2 separate regions of the Oryctolagus cuniculus genome follow, and region 1 is linked to region 2. A link is a contact called in public Hi-C data. All regions are on one chromosome and are shown on one strand. Each heading gives the region's core, a stretch centred on a gene start, on an enhancer-like site or on the middle of the called end of the contact. The rest is flanking DNA. Distances are from core to core; before and after follow the strand shown. Region 1 holds the start of LOC100353921 (gamma-crystallin F). Region 2 holds the start of PIKFYVE (phosphoinositide kinase, FYVE-type zinc finger containing).

Region 1 (4,261 bases), core at 1,051-3,550, 160 kb after region 2:
TTGTCTCTGTCATTATGCCAACATCACACCGTTTTGTACACTATGGCTTTGTGGTTTTGAAATCAGGAGGCATGAGTCCTCCAAGTCTGTTCTTTATCAAGACTGTTTTGGATCTTTCGTGTCCTGTGAGATCCCATATGAATCTCAGGATGCGTTTCTCCATTTTTTAATCACAAAATAACCATTACGATTTTAATAGAGATTATACTACATCTTTAGGTTGCATTGGGTAATACTGACATCTTAACAATATGAAGTAAGTGGGGCTGGCATTGTGGCATAGCAGTGCCAGCATCCCATATGAGCACTGGTTAGAGTCTCAACCTGCTCCACTTCCGATCCATCTCTCTGCTGTGGCCTGGGAAAGCAGTAGAAGATGGCCCAAGTGCTCGGGCCCCTGCACCTGTGTGGGAGACCCAGAAAAAGCTCCTGGCTCCTGGTTTCAGATCGGTGCAGCTCCGGCCCTTGTGGCCATCTGGGGAGTGAACCAGCAGATGGAAGACCTCTCTCTCTCTCTCTCTCTCTCTCTCTCTGCCTCTACCTCTGCCTCTTTGTAACTCTGTCTTTTGAGCAAATAAATAAAAAAACTTTTAAAAAATGAAGTAAATTTTCAAATCCATTGGCACAAAATATGTCTCCATTTATTTATATCTTCTTCAATTCCTTTCAGCAGCATTTTGTAGTTTTCAGGGTACATTATACTTGCTGTCTTGTTAATTTAATGCATAGTGAGCATTTTCCATACCCTTAAATAAGTTATATGAGAATAGGACTTTTAATGGCTGCATAACATCTCTCCAATCAGGTATTCCATACTTTATTTAATTAATGCCCTATTTTGGACATTTCATTTGCATCTAATTTTCTATATCATAAACAGTGTTCAGACAAAAAGCCACTGTGCATAATTTTTGTATGCACTGTTAAGGAATTTCCTTGGCCAAATTCATAGAGATGGAAGGATTAGATCAAAGGGTGAAAATTAAGAATTTTAAAATACCATCAACAGTTCTTGTTTTTATATAGGACTGCAGTTTAAAATTCTTTCTCTTTTCTACCAATTTATCATTTCCATATTTCCCACAAAATTTGTAGTTTTTAAAAGACAGAGATGGACTGTGCTTATTATACTTTTATGGATCATATGACATTCATTCAAGGAAAACTATTTTTTAGTGTTGGTTTAGGTAGCAAGAACCCAAACTCAGGAAGGAGATAAGGTACATAAGAGGAGGATTAGCTTCTTCTAAAGCAATGATTCCCAAGGACAAGAGAGAGGGAGAATTTGCTTCCCAGGGGACACCTGACAACGTCTGGAGACATTTTGGGTGTCACATGGCAGAGTGGTGCCACTTGCATGTATCTGATAGACATCCTATCATGCAGGGGACAACTCCCTCCCTGAATCAGAGAAGTTTGGGGCCCAAAATGTCAAAATTGTGCTGAGGTTGACAAACTCTGCTCAGGAGAGACTGGATCACCAAGAGCTACTGGGCGATGTGAGGAAAGGAAGACTCTAAACCCCAGAATCAGAACATCAACCAGAGAGTAGCCAAGGTGGAGCCCAAAGGAGCAAAACGCATGGTCCTTGCAAGAATGTGGGGTTTAAAAGTCTTAGATCCATGAATCATTTTGCATTTGTCAGAGGCGAAGCTCACCTAAGCTTAACCTTAGCAAAACCACTGAACAGAAAATTACCAGTAATAACTACCAGGGGTCACCCCAGGAGTCCCAGAATTGAGGGTTTCATTGCCTGCCATGTGGGGACAGATGTCCCTGGTCTACCCAGGCTCCAGGAAGCAGAGCTGAGAGCAGGTGCCTGAGCAGGGCTTCCCCATCATTCTTCCATCCTGAGGAGTGTTAGTTATCTCATATCCGCCATCTTCACCGACAGCCAGGACCACAGAGCGGTCTTCCCAGGCAAAGGAAAATCCCACTGTCCTTTGAGCACCCTATGGAGAAGCCAAGATCACGCCTGTGTTCACTTTTTTGCATCAATATCTAATCTAAATGCCAGCCACTGTGACTTCAGACTTGGTCTTGACTTTCCATTACTGCCTGAAAAGAGACCATTTTGAAATTTAAAAGGTAAGTTAAACATTGCATGACAATGATTAACTCGTTCAGCTTCTTCACTCAGTTCCAGTTTCCCAATTGGCTTCATTGAAAGGCCCGAGAGGCATCAGGTGACAGGTTTATCCAGGTCATCAGTTCGAAAGCTCTGGAGAGTCTAAGAGAAAACATACAATAAATCCGCACTCCCGCGGTCATTATATAGAAAACGAGAGGGAAAGAGAGAGGCTCCCGCGGGCGCCTTTTGTGTTGTTCCTGCCAACGCAGCAGCGCTCCTGCTATATAGACCCGCCGCGCTGCCGGCCCCACACACTGAACTCGCATCCTCCGGGTCAACCAGCCATGGGGAAGGTGAGCCCGCCGGGCGCCCAGGGCCCCGGGAGGGGACCGGGCACAAGGGGGCCGGGGGTCTGCGCAGGCCCTTGAGCCGTCGCCTCGCCTTGCCTTGCAGATCATCTTCTACGAGGACCGGGGCTTCCAGGGCCGCTACTATGAGTGCAGCAGCGACCACTCCAACCTGCAGCCCTACTTCAGCCGCTGCAACTCGGTGCGCGTGGACAGCGGCTGCTGGATGCTCTATGAGCAGCCCAACTACTCGGGCTGCCAGTACTTCCTGCGCCGGGGCGAGTACCCCGACTACCAGCAGTGGATGGGCCTCAGCGACTCGATCCGCTCCTGCCGCCTCATCCCCCACGTGAGTCCATCCCTCCCGGCCCCTCTGCCCGGCAGTCACATCAGCAGGTGTCATTCACACTCTGGGCAAGGATGGACCGCAGCCTGCTGTGTCCTGGCTCTCCCTCTACTCTCTTTTGTTGATGTCTCTAAGGTTTCCTGCTGCTGAAAATGTGTGTGACACAATGCTTTTAACTGGGCACTTTATTTTATTTTGCTAAAACCAAATCCCCTGTCCAGAAAATAAGTAGTCTCGGTTAGGTCTGAGTGTTTATGCCAAGGTGATGAATGAGCAGCTGATGAACTCCTTGCTGTCAGGAGGCCTTAGGTCAGTTCCCTGAGCTATTTCCTCCTTTGTCACTTGTAAAATGGAGCTAACAAGTGTGGTTAATGTGTAAGATATCGGTGAGCATCAAAGGAGATTCACCGGTGTATTAAAGCCCCCCTCAAACTGTCATCATGTACACCTCTAACCCTGCCTTTTGTTTAGGCAAAACAAGCAACCAGCAGTGAGATTCCAGTAGCTCCTGCTAAGCCCTCTGTTATCCAAATGAAGCCCCAGCAGCCTGGAATTCCACAGTTAGGACTGCCTCCCATGGGAGATGTACTACTGTTGTGAGGTTTAAACCCCCTCAGAGCATGTCATAGCTTGACAGAATCCAGGTTGGCATTAGGAACCTGAAAAGTTGGATTTCTTTCATTTGTTCCCAAAAGAAGAAAAGGCTTATAATGATTGATCTTCATGTGCCAGGCTGTCATGAAGATCAGATTAGGCGGCACCTCGAGCATCCTCTGTGAGCCCTGGAGCGCTGACCAGGTGGAAGATGCCTTATTAGCAGCACTGTATGCCTCAGAGCCGCCTATTGGAATCCTTCCTAGGGCGAGTCTTAATGGCGGAAGAAGAAAACCATGTAGACAGTGGGTACCTGCTGGGAACGAAAAGCAGAGGAAGGGAGAGCAAGTGCTCCAGAAAACAGAAAGGATTTGCCCGTGACAAATTGCTCAACTTCATGTTTTCCTAAAGGCTTTATACTTGCTTGACCTTGAAGGCCTCCTTCATAATCTTGAACTTCTATGTCCGTTAATCACCTAAAACTGAGTTGTAGAAGCATATGTTAGAGCTGAGAACAGAAATTCAATCTTTATGATGGCTCTAGCTTTTCAGCATTTTAGCGTAGCGGGGCTTAGAGCAGAAAAGAAGGGATTAAGGGATTGCCTGGGCTGAACTTTCTTCCTGAATAACCAACAAGCTGTGCCTCACTTTGGGGAAAGCAATTTGACTTCCTCTCCCCCAAGCCACTTCTAATGCTATTGAGCTTCAAAACAATGTCTTTTGCCAGGGTCACGTTGTCTTTTTATTTTAATATGTGATTTCTTTTACATATCATCCAAGAAGAACCTAAGACCATCTAAGTATAGAATAAGAGCACAAAAGAAATCAATAAAAATTGTTATGTAAGAAAAATGCTAAACGGGGCCAGCATGTATGATGCATGTAGTTGTGGCCCCAGAAAAC
Region 2 (3,658 bases), core at 906-3,405:
AATCACTGACTTAAAATTTTGGCAATAAATGTCTACTGGAAGGGAGGGAGGCGGAAGGGAAAAGGAAAAGAGGAAGGGGGAAGAAATGGAGTGGGGGAAGCAGCAGGGGAAGAGAGGTCTCTAATATCATCTTCTGTTTCAGAGAGTAGTCAACAATCCTTCTAAAGTCACGACTGGATACATTCCAATACATAGGGCTGGGAAGTAAACTGGTGACTGACCAAGAAAAAGCTCGAAAGAGAAAGAGTGAGAAAGCCCTGAAAAAAAAGAAAAGATAATGTGACAGCAGTAACAACCCTCAGGCCTCAGAAAACAACCTACCTTCTACTTTGACACAAGCAACATCAAAAGCTGAGTTAGCAATCTGCCTAGAGCCTTAGAATTACTTCTAAAGGACAGCTATACACAAAACTTTTACCTGGCTTTGAATATACAAAGATAAAAATCACCAAGCAAATAATCTCTAAGTGTAATCTCTGAAATAGAAATACAATCACATAGAAGAGTTAATCTTAATAATTATCACCAGAGTCCTGGAAAAACTATCTTCCAACTCCTTGTTCTTTGGCTGTTTGGTATAAACCTAACCTAACCTAACCTAACCTAGGATTCTTTCCTGACTCACGGGATATTAGAAGTAATAACTCACTTTTCCAAAGACCTCGGACATATCACCCATACTTCACCTCTCTTCATTTCAAGGCTACCAATATACACAGACCTACAACACACCACCTTGCTGATAAAGCCACACAGAAGGCTAATCTGGTATAAAAAGGTAAAAAAAAAAAAAAAAAAAAAAAAAAGCCAACCTGTCAGCCAATATCAAAATTTTAAATGGTAAATCCAAGCATCATTCAGTCTTTTCTAGGTATAATGCAGGATGGCTGAACACCAGAAATGTCAGTTACCATCGACAAAGATATATTTGTTCCATTTTGACCAATGCGCCAAAAGAAACACTGAAGTAAAAGCACGAGATCCATATATTCTTTCCCAGAAAGAAAAGGGGAAGACACAGGAAATTAGTCCTACTTCTCAGAGGACACTTACCCTGTGCAATCTTTGTCATCAACTCCAGGGAAAGAAACTAAGATTTATTTTTTGTTAGAACACCTACAGTGGGAGCCTCCGAGTGCCAGAAAATGAGATTCCATTAAGTAATCAGAACCGAGACAGTGCGATACACCATGCAGCTATCTCTCCGCTCAAAAATCGAACTAATTTTACAGCATGGAATGCACTCAATCAACACTTGCTAATTCAGCACAGACGCGTATCAGCTACCCAGGAATAATTTCTCTTCACGGAATGCTAGCATCTCTCCTATTTCTTAATGACAACCTCTCGACTGGACAGAAGACCCCAAATTCCCAAAAGCACCCACTACAGTTCTCTCGGGAACATCCGAGGTAAAGGCACAACACTAACTGGGAAAACGAGGCTCTTCCTCAAAAGAGACCGAAATACAAAGTGAAACGGAATCGCCTGAAGTGCCAGAGACAGGCTTTTAAGGAAACAGATGCATATTTGAAACCCCAGGGTTGGTCACGAACTTTCTTCTCCACTGACACACACCAGAGTCAATCCGCCCAGAGAGAAGAGGAATTGGACGATCCAGCTCCCAAGTAAGTTCAGGCAGGAGGGACAACGGAGAAGCAAGGGAACTTTACATGTTTCCGAGGGAATCTCCTCACGAGAGCCCCGCCCGCTCCCTTGCCCACTCCCTAGACAAGGGACAGCCAGTCAGGAGAACCAGCTAGTTCTAGAAACGGGTTCTCGGCCCTTCCGAGTCCAGCCTCGGTCGCCACCCGGCCTCCAGCGCCAGGTTGTGGAGCGCCAGCTCTCGCCTTCGCTTCAGCTTTACCCCCCGCCTGCTCTGGCCCCAAAGAACCCCAAACCGGCCTTTATCCCACTATCGGCCCTAGCCTGTCGTAATCCAGGGCCCCCTCCATTACCTGCGCTTCCCGCCCCGGACCCGCCGGCCTCCCTCCACCCCAGCCACCGCTTCACCGGGCTCAGGTGCAGGAAGCCCGCCCCACAGCGCACGGCTGGGTTACTCCGGCCGCCGGCGGTTGCGGCAGGAAGCGAAGCTGCTTACAGGGTTGCTGCGGTGTCTCGCTTCCCCCCAAGGTTCCGCCCTCCGACCCTCCTCCCCTCCAATCCGCAATCTTTCCCCGGGAGCCGGCTCCGCCCTCTCCTCCCCGCCTGCACAACGTTCGGATCAGATGCTCAGGCCGAAGGAGTCGAGCCCAGATAGAGTCGTCCTTGCCCGCTTGGTGGAGCTCCGGGCCGCCTCAGCCTTCCCGGAGGGAAAAAAAAAATCAGGACGATAGTGCGCGTGAGCATCACGCGTGCGGGGTCAGCGGATGGGCGTCTGGGGCCTTGGGCACCGGATGGGTGCTGGCTGGACCGCGGTTACCGTATTGTTTGATACTGTGGGCACTCAATTGTTACTGCGCTCCTTGTTCGTGTGGACTGACATTGACTTGCGTGGTCCGGAGCGAGGGCTGTTAGCCGACTTGCTTGATTGCGCCAAAACCTAGCCATATGGCCCCAAACAAACCGCTAGTTTCTTTAGGCCTCTGACGTGTGGTGTGTAAAGTGGGGTTAGCAATAGTACCCATTTCTAGATGAAGTGGAACAGTGCATGTAAAGAAATGAGCACAGTGCCTGACCCAGAGTAAGTGATATGAGCGCCATAATTCATCGTCCTTTTCAGGTTTTGCTATGTAAATAGTAAAGCAGACAGGGTTACCAAGCCCCGTCTTGCTCAGCCTAGCCAGCAGGATCTGTCGTTTTTGTCTTCCTAACAGCGCTGCTCACTTAACTGCACAAAACGTGCCACAACCTGCTGACAGCAACCGTGGGGCTTGGCAGGAGAGGGTGCAAAGCAGAGAAATCTAGAAGGAGGTGCTATTTCAGTTCAGTTCTGCAGATCCTCTTCATCAGTAGTGTAAGCAAAGCCCTACACAGTTTTCCTTGAGTTTTCTCTTTTCAGCTGCCAGCACCACCAAAGCCAGCCTGTTGATAGTGGTACAAATCCAGGGCACCACCTCCAAGTGGGCAGTGGAGCAAGCACTGTAGGAGTCTGCAGTCAGCTTTCTCACCCATTCCTTATTATTGCTGTTCCAACACCCTCCACCCCCATTACCCTGACTATGGTTCTCAGCGGAGTCTCATCTCCTACCCAAGTGAGGAAGCCTTGGTTGTTTGGGTGACCTCATACGACCCAACCACACACACAATGTTCACCTGCATCTACCTCTGCCCTGGCTGGCCTCCCTTCCTCATCTCTTGCAGAAAGGGGCTGCTTCTTCCCTGGTTCAATCCTCCTGACCCCCAGTCCTCCTCCCACCTGCCTGGTAGCTTGCACTATAGCTTCAACCTCTGCTTTTCCAGTGACACTCCTCCACACTCCATGCCCATGTTCAAGCCTCTGTTTTCAAAGGAGAAGGAGAGGGAGAAGGAAAAGAAAAAGCAGCAGCTCTTATAAATAGCCCACCAGATGTTAACATTTCATAAACCTACCATAAAGTATAAAATAGACCCAGCGATCATGTGAACAGAATAGAATACTCCGCTGAGAAGACTCCAGTGTATAGAGAACTCAATATGGTAAAAGGAAACACATATTCAACAAACAGTTATTGAGTCA

Evidence for each region. Hi-C and Micro-C count contacts between places; a contact is called where the count stands out from the background.
Region 1: a Hi-C map of an unstated tissue shows a contact between it and region 2, with 3 times the contacts expected there. The contact joins the promoter of LOC100353921 here to the promoter of PIKFYVE in region 2. A contact is called at or near these places in 3 of 6 Hi-C or Micro-C datasets (ear pinna, skin fibroblasts and an unstated tissue).

What each region holds. Positions count from the first base shown.
Region 1 is chr3:31,678,052-31,682,312 of mOryCun1.1, forward strand. It overlaps LOC100353921 (gamma-crystallin F), which reads left to right and starts at 2,301. Exons shown (of 3, transcript XM_002712609.5): 1 at 2,301-2,424; 2 at 2,525-2,767. The coding sequence starts at 2,416.
Region 2 is chr3:31,519,124-31,522,781 of mOryCun1.1, forward strand. PIKFYVE (phosphoinositide kinase, FYVE-type zinc finger containing) reads right to left here and starts at 2,156. Exons shown (of 42, transcript XM_070070286.1): 1 at 2,102-2,156.